Linked DNA regions of Sus scrofa: region 2 is linked to region 1. The links are chromatin contacts, called in public Hi-C maps. All regions are on one chromosome and are shown on one strand. Each heading gives the region's core, a stretch centred on a gene start, on an enhancer-like site or on the middle of the called end of the contact. The rest is flanking DNA. Distances are from core to core; before and after follow the strand shown. Region 1 has its middle 76 kb from the start of CPXM2. Region 2 has its middle 110 kb from the start of OAT.

What was found. A called contact is a pair of places that touch in the nucleus more often than the background predicts.
Region 2: a contact with region 1 is called in a Hi-C map of retroperitoneal adipose tissue, with 2.6 times the contacts expected there. The contact joins two enhancer-like sites. A contact is called at or near these places in 1 of 5 promoter capture datasets (liver), 11 of 47 Hi-C or Micro-C datasets (embryonic fibroblasts, epiblast stem cells, fetal skeletal muscle and 6 more) and 2 of 2 datasets of contacts at active chromatin or transcription factors (alveolar macrophages and skeletal muscle).

The regions. Positions count from the first base shown.
Region 1 is chr14:133,450,991-133,454,551 of Sscrofa11.1, forward strand. No RefSeq gene overlaps it. Among named protein-coding and RNA genes, the nearest start is that of CPXM2, 76 kb to the left of the region's middle. Within about 2 kb of position 1,886, at least 10 of the 83 cell types and tissues checked have an H3K27ac peak or open chromatin away from gene starts, as enhancers often do. A contact at or near this core is called in omental adipose tissue and retroperitoneal adipose tissue, where this site is marked.
Region 2 is chr14:133,717,433-133,720,993 of Sscrofa11.1, forward strand. No RefSeq gene overlaps it. Among named protein-coding and RNA genes, the nearest start is that of OAT, 110 kb to the right of the region's middle. Within about 2 kb of position 1,994, at least 13 of the 83 cell types and tissues checked have an H3K27ac peak or open chromatin away from gene starts, as enhancers often do. A contact at or near this core is called in omental adipose tissue and retroperitoneal adipose tissue, where this site is marked.

The DNA.
Region 1 (3,561 bases), core at 636-3,135:
AAATTATAAATTATATTTCAAGTGTTTAATATGCTTAAAGACATAAAGAAGGAATAAATACCATTGAAAAGAACAAGGTTCTATGAAAAAAATAAAACTTGAAAAATAACTAAATTGATGTGCTGTGACTAAAAATGACTCCTCCCCAAAATTACTTAAAAGCTACAAATTTAAAAGTTCAGACAGCAGAATTGGTGGTATAGGGAAGTAGAAAGATTTGGAGAACTGAGACATAAATGTAAGGGAATTTCACAGAATGCAGTGCGGGTGTCAGGAGGCAGAAAATCCAAAAGAGACTGAGAGATGGGAGACTGAGTAAGAAGGGCCAGGCTGGAGCCCAGTGGGGGTTCTGGGGAGCCCTCGGACATGGCGAGAGCTCCTCGACATCAGTTTAAGGTCCAGCATGTGGCAGACTGCCTGTCCCCCGGCGCACGACGGACTCTAGTCACTGAAAAGTGGGCAGACTGGACAGGATCACCTCTCAGCCAGTGCAGAGGACGAGAGGGTCACGTGTTCCTGAAGGGGCAGCCCTGGCCCTCAGGGGAGGAGCCCCCTGGGAGCAGCTGGGATGAAGAGAGAGGGAGAGAGAAGGAAAGAGAGAGAAAGAAGGAAAGCGGGAGGGGAGAGAGAGCTGGGGGTTACAAGTTAGATCCTTTAAACGTGTAGATGCTTACAAAGTGGCATCACTTTCTTTGACTGTTAGACAGGGTTTCTTTGAATGACCTGGCCAGGTGAGCACGGGGCTGTATTTGGGTTAAGCTAAGCTTGGCTTGTCATCCAGACCGTGGACCTTCCCAGAGCTGCACAGTAGCAGCCACCTCAGCTTGCTGACACTAAGGCAGGACAGGTGTCCATTAGCACCTGGGAAAGTGGGGGAGGCAGGAGCCTGGCAGCCCCTGGACCCCTGAGCTCCTCCCCCACATCTAGGAAGGAATCGGCCCAAGGACCGGGGTAGCAGAGCCTGCCTGGGTGGGGCTAAGAGGCCACAGAGAATGGCTTATGAGGGTGGTGCCTGGAGCCGGGACGACCATTTTGCAGGAGAGGAGGGGATGAACGCAGGATAAGGACGGGCGAGGCTGGAGCTCCGTGGGTCTGCAGGTAGAAGCTGAAAGCTCAGCTTCCCCCATCACCAAAGCTTCCAGCTCGGAGGTCCCACCGGGGTGGGTGATGACTCCCCGGGCCCTCTTGAGCTGTGCACAGTCCTAGGAGGGTACCTGAGACCAAAAGGTCAGATTGGCCTAGGACAGGGCGTTGGGTGGGGGATGGGGGCCAGAGTTGAGAAGGAGAGGCATTCACGTGGGGAGGACAAACATGGGGAGGGGCTGAGGGGGTGTCTGACCACTGCCAGCCCCATAGGAAGTGTCTCAGCTCAGCCCCTTAGGAGCTGTGTTCTGGCAGCTCCAGATGGAGTGGAAGGAGCTCTGGAGGGGAGTCAGGCTGGCTCCCAGCCTCCCTTTCCCTGCGGGCACTAGGGCCTTGATCCTGCCTGGCCTGCAGGCTGCTCAGCTGATGTAAGGCAGAGGGTGGGTGGGGTAGGAAGAGCCTGGAGACCAAGAAGCTTCACCCTTCTCTTCATATAACGGCACCTTCAGAACAGCACCTCCTGATTGGCTGAGCTGAGACCTTGGTCCCTCCACCTTTGGGTGACCTCTTCCTGGGTTACTCTTGGTCCCTGGGAGTTCCCTGGCCCAGGGGAGAGGTGAGCAGGAAGACAGTGGGGGATCGAGCAGACCCTCCAGGTTAGTGATGGGCATCTGCCAGGTTGGCTGAGAAAGGCCTCCTGGCTGCAGTGCCAAAATTGGCCACACGGGGGCAGCGCAGAGCTACGGTCCAGTGCCTCTGGCTCCCAGGGCTCCCATCCTGGAATCCCACAAGGGTGGGGAGGGGTCTGCTACTCCCGTCCCAGCCCTTTCCCCACACACTTGCTCTGCCGAACTGCCTTGGGCACCGCAGCAGCTTGGGGAAAGTGTCGCGTTTTCCAAAGGGCGATAAAGGGATGAGCACGTCTGAAAGAGTCCCTTGAAATCCTCCAGGTCCCGACCCCACTCAGTAGCTGGGGAAACTGAGGCTCAGGAAGTTAAATCACTTGCTCAGTGTGGTCCAGATGCTTAGCGCCCAGTTTAGTTCTCTCTCTGGGCCCTCTGCCTCCCTCCTGGAACACCACTCCTCTGCTGGGTATCTGAGGGGGGTAAGGAACAGCTTGTGTTGCCCCCAGGATTCGCTGGCTGAAAGAGAGATCCAAGCACACATGACCACAGAGTCACAGGGGAAGAACCGATGCCAGGCCAGACGGGAGAGAAATCTCATGCAGGCCAGGAGGTGGGAGGCCAGGTGGAATCCAGGAGGCCATCGTGGAGGTGGGGGTAACACATGCCCTTGGCCTTGGGGTGAGGTCAGAAGCGGACTCAGGTAAGCAATGGGGAGGGGGCGCGGCTGGTGGTGCGATGGCTTGAGCAGAGGCAGGGAGGTGGGAGCTCTGGAGCCCAGGTGATGCACGTGCTGTCTTAGGGGAAGTGGATTAGAGGCCAGACAGAGATGTCTGCCCGTTTCCTGAGGTCCGTGCAGGCTGCCCGGGGCTCTGCCCTTAGAATTGGAGGCCGGCTTAGCATTGCTGGCATTTCCCTGAATTCCATTATGTTGAAAGCGCAGAAAACGGCAGTTCTCCAGATTATCTCATGTGGAGGTGGGAGTCCACAAAGGCTCTCCATGGCGACCGTGGGGCCTGATTTGGGATGTTCAGCTGCCCTGGGAGAGCAGAGGCCAGCCCCGAGAAGGCAGGCGGCCGCGCCCCATTCCTCAGCCGTGACTCGAACCCACAGCAGCGGCAGGAGCTGCTGGCCTGGGGGCCCCAGAGGGCCCAGTCCTGACCTCAGAACTGGTGGCACAGGGGCAGCCTCGGGGGCGGGCTCAGAGGAAGACTCAGACTGTGAGATGGACGGGCTCCTGGCACAGCCACCCCGCCTGCTCAACCTCCCCAAAGGCGGGGCTCCTCCCCAGGCCTGGCACTCACTCGGCCTGGCTTCCCCGTACGGTGGCTGCAGGCCACGGAAAGGAGGCAGTAAGAGGGTGGCAGAGCCCAGGATGGAGTCTCTGCCCAAAGACCCCTGCAAGGCTGGGCACTGATGGGGTGCGGGGAAGTGGGGGGCGCTGTCCAAGTCAGTTCTGCTGCTGCCACAGGGGAATGACCTGCAAGATGCCACCTGGTCCTGACCTCAGTGCCCAAATCCCGTGTCGGCCCCTCCAGCCCAGAGTGTCCAGAACACACCTGGCCTCACGGGAGGCTCTGCCCCACCCCCTCCCTACCTGCCTCCTTAGACACCCAGAGATTCCAGGGGCTCAGAGGGAAGAAGGGCAGGGGAGAGTCGGGCCCTGGAGAAAGAGGACCTAAAATCAAGGACCAGCTCTGCTCCTGGAACCGGGGGTCTGGGGCTCAGTCCTTGGCCCCTCTGAGCCTCAGTGTCCCCTCCTGTATAATGACAGAACCAGAATAAATCTGATGCCTCTGTCCCAGGGTGGTGGTGGGGATCCAGACCCTCAAAGGGGCACGTGGCACAGGGCCTG
Region 2 (3,561 bases), core at 744-3,243, 270 kb after region 1:
CAGCATTATTAGACAGTATGAGTCTGCACACAAGGGATTTCCCAAACTCGTTAAATGGCGAACCTTCCCTTCCCCGGGGCGTCTCTCCAGCCTGTGGTCCACGGGCTATACTGGCCACTGGGCACTGCTGTGGTCTGAGCCTGATGTCCTGGGGACTGAGGTCAGGAGCAGGACGATGCCATGATCAGTGCCCCAGAGTCCTGATGATGAAGAGGAGGGTTCTGAGGTCCCTGAACTTGCCTATCCATCCATCCTGCCTCCCCCAACCATGAGCTGGAGGACCCCTGGGGCTGTGTTCCGGGAAATGTCAGCCCCACCCACTGGAGCCAGGAGGAAAGCGCAGCCCAAGGCAGGAGAGGGAAGGCCACCCACCGGGATGCCCACCAGCAGCATCCTGGAGGAGGAAGCCTCGTGCTTGGTCAGCTGTCCTGCCAGGGGTGTTTGCAAAACGGGACCATTCACCAGAAGCGCCCTGCGATCGTGAGTCATCACTCCTCCCAACAACCAGATGAGGCTGCAGACCCAGACCCTAGCTGGTGCCTTGAGCACTGCTTGTGCACCCAGGGCCTAGGCCCCACCTCTCCCAGCCCCAGGGCACCCAGCTGGCCGAGACCGGCAAGTGGAAACAGCTGCTCCTTCTTCCAGCCTTAGACCCCAGGCATGTCCAGGCATGCACCACACCCGGTGCGACCCATGCCCACGTCCCTGCTGCAGGCCAGGGCAGCATGGCAGGAGCGCCCACTTGCAGGGACACTAGATCAGGAGACCCACAATCTGCACCACAGGACTCATTAGCTTGGGTGAGAGGAATCATGGAGGAACTGGCCAGGCACTACGAAAGAGGGGAAATCCAGGAAGGCTTCCTGGATGGCGTGGCTCCTGAGATGGACCCGCATAGAGAGTATTTACCCACGGCAGCCACATGGATGGAACTAGAGACTCTCATACTAAATGAAGTAATTCAGCCAGAGAAAGACAAATACCACATGATATCACTTATATCTGGACTCTAATACATGGTACAAATGAACCTATCGAGAGAAAAGAAACAAACCCATGGACATGGAGAGCAGACTTGTGGTTGCCAAGGGGGAGGGAGAGGGATGACTGGGAGTTTGGGGTTAGTAGATGCAAACTGTAGCATTTGGAGTGGATAACAATGAGATCCTGCTGTAGAGCCCAGGGAGCTTTATCTAGTCCCTTGCGATGGAGAATAATGTGAAAAAAAGAATGTGTATACATATGCATATCTGGTCACTTTGCTGTTCAGCAGAAATTGACAGAACATTGTACATCATTATAATCTAAAAATTAGAAGGAAAAAAAAAAAGAGTATTGACCCAGGGGACACCAAGGGCAGAAAGAAGTATCAGAGGCAGAGAGGGACAGATCACCCAGGCAGGGAGTGGCAAGCACAGGCCCTTCTAGGAGGGTGTTATTCCCGTCTGCGCAAGGGTAGCCCTGTGCAGGCTGAGAGAGCCTCGGCTGGGCAGCCTGGTTGGGGACACAAGGCCTGATGACAGGAGGGCAACTGCTCGTGGGAAACTTCCCTGTTCAACCCACAGGTGCAGGGGGTGTCAATAATCACGACGACAGCAAAGGTGTCCCCAATCGTCTGTGTGCAGGCGGTGTGCCAGCCGCATGGCAGTGCTGTGTGTGCAGTTTTCTTTGTATCCTCACGACGCCTTTGTGAGGCAGGTATGACGCTTATCCCCGCTTTCTTAAAGAAGCTGAGGTTGAGGAGATGCTTGTGCAGAGAGCAGGTTAAGGATACAGTAGTGCTCTAACTGTGGCGCAGGTGGCAGCTGGCTCAGGAAATTCCACATGCCGTGGGTATGGCTAAAAAAAAAAGAAGATAAATATCTTTAAGAAGGAGAAAAGGAAGAGGAAGAAGGAGAAGGAGAAGCAGCAGCAGCAGTGGCTCAGAGAGGTTAAGTAACTTGCCCAAGGACGCTCAGCCAGGAAGTGGCCAGGACAGGCATTTGAATACAGGCTCTTGATGGCTCTTTCTTAACCTCTTCCTGCGGGGGCAGATAGAAGGCCCAGGGCGTGGGCTACGAGCTGTGCTTGAACGCTATTGCTGAATCATTTCCTCCAGGTGGCCCCACCGCACACTAAGAGCTGTGGGAAGGATCCAACCGCCCCGAGCTGCTGTGGTCTACCTGGTGAGGCCCCTTGGCCAGGCTGGGGACCTCCGGGGAGGCACCAGTGTTTGTGGGCCTCAACCCCACAGCCTGGACAGAGCCAGGCCCACAGCAGGCATCCAGCAAATCACTGTCCAATGGGCAGACAGCTGATTGGCTGTTTGTAAGTGACGAAAATACACTCCATGGCAACCAGCTTTCCTCTTTAATCCATGTTAAAAGACAAAATGAAGCTCTCCAAATATTTGCATGCTCATAATCCATTTTGAAGTTGAAATGTGTTCCCCCCAATTACCCACCATGTCTGGATTCAGAGAACGAATGATATTCCTGTAGATTTCAGCTTCAAGATGGAGCATGTCAAATCCTGACAGTCAAACGAGAGGCACTCCTGAGATGTTCAAAGAGACAGCGGCCCACCCCTGCCAGCTCTCCCACCACAGGAAAGAGGCCAGGAGGGAGAAGCTGGTGTCTCCTCCAGCCTGGTGGGGCTGGCACGGTGGCCCCACCTTCCTGAGTTTCCCCATGAGCCAAACCTTCTTTCCAGTAACCCAGGAACTGATGCAATAAATCTCATGATTACTGATGGTTCCGTGACTCTGGGTGTGGGCTTATTGCCAAGGATTAAACATCTTATTCGAGATGCTCTCACTACGTTCTTGCGAGACAGAAACAGAGAAAGAATGGAGGCCACATGCCACAAACTTCAGGTTGTCCCTGGAGGATAGACTCCCGGGAGATTTGGGGATGGTTTGGGGGCCACGCCCACAGCCTGTGGAAGTTCCTAGGTCAGGGATCCAATGTGTATCATAGCAGCATCCAGAGCTACAGCAGTGATAACACCAGATCCTTTACCCACCGGACCACCAGGGCACCCCCTCCTGGGGGATTTTGGTTTCGGGAAACCAAAGGTCATGTGTTGCCAGGGACCTGCAACTGCCACCCCCCTTCTTCATGAGTGCAGCGGTTCAGCCCAGCTGTGGGGCATGGGGCCAACAGGACCACGGTTGGGAAACAGGGTCAAGCAAGTCTGCTGAGGCCGGGCCTTCAGGACAGGATGGAAGTGGGGAGGCTGGAAGGAGAGAGGTGAACGTTAGACCCGGGACGGGAGACAATAGGAGGTGTCCCTTTGCTAATCTACCCTTGGGGGGGGGGGACAACTTCCCTTTGGATCGGCCTGTGCCCATGCCCACTGCCCTGGTCAGACCCTCTGTCTCCTCCCTCCCTACAGGCTCTTCTCGGGCAGGAGCTGGGTCTGAATCCTTTTTCTCTCTCCCCTGCCCACCCCAGTGTCTTCACAGCAAGTGGGTCCGGAAGTCGAAAGGGAACAAGGAACAAGGCCTCCCCCTCTCAGGATGCCAGAGTTGGCAACCACTAATGCAGGACGCATGGTGAGTTTTGCATTTCAGATAAACAT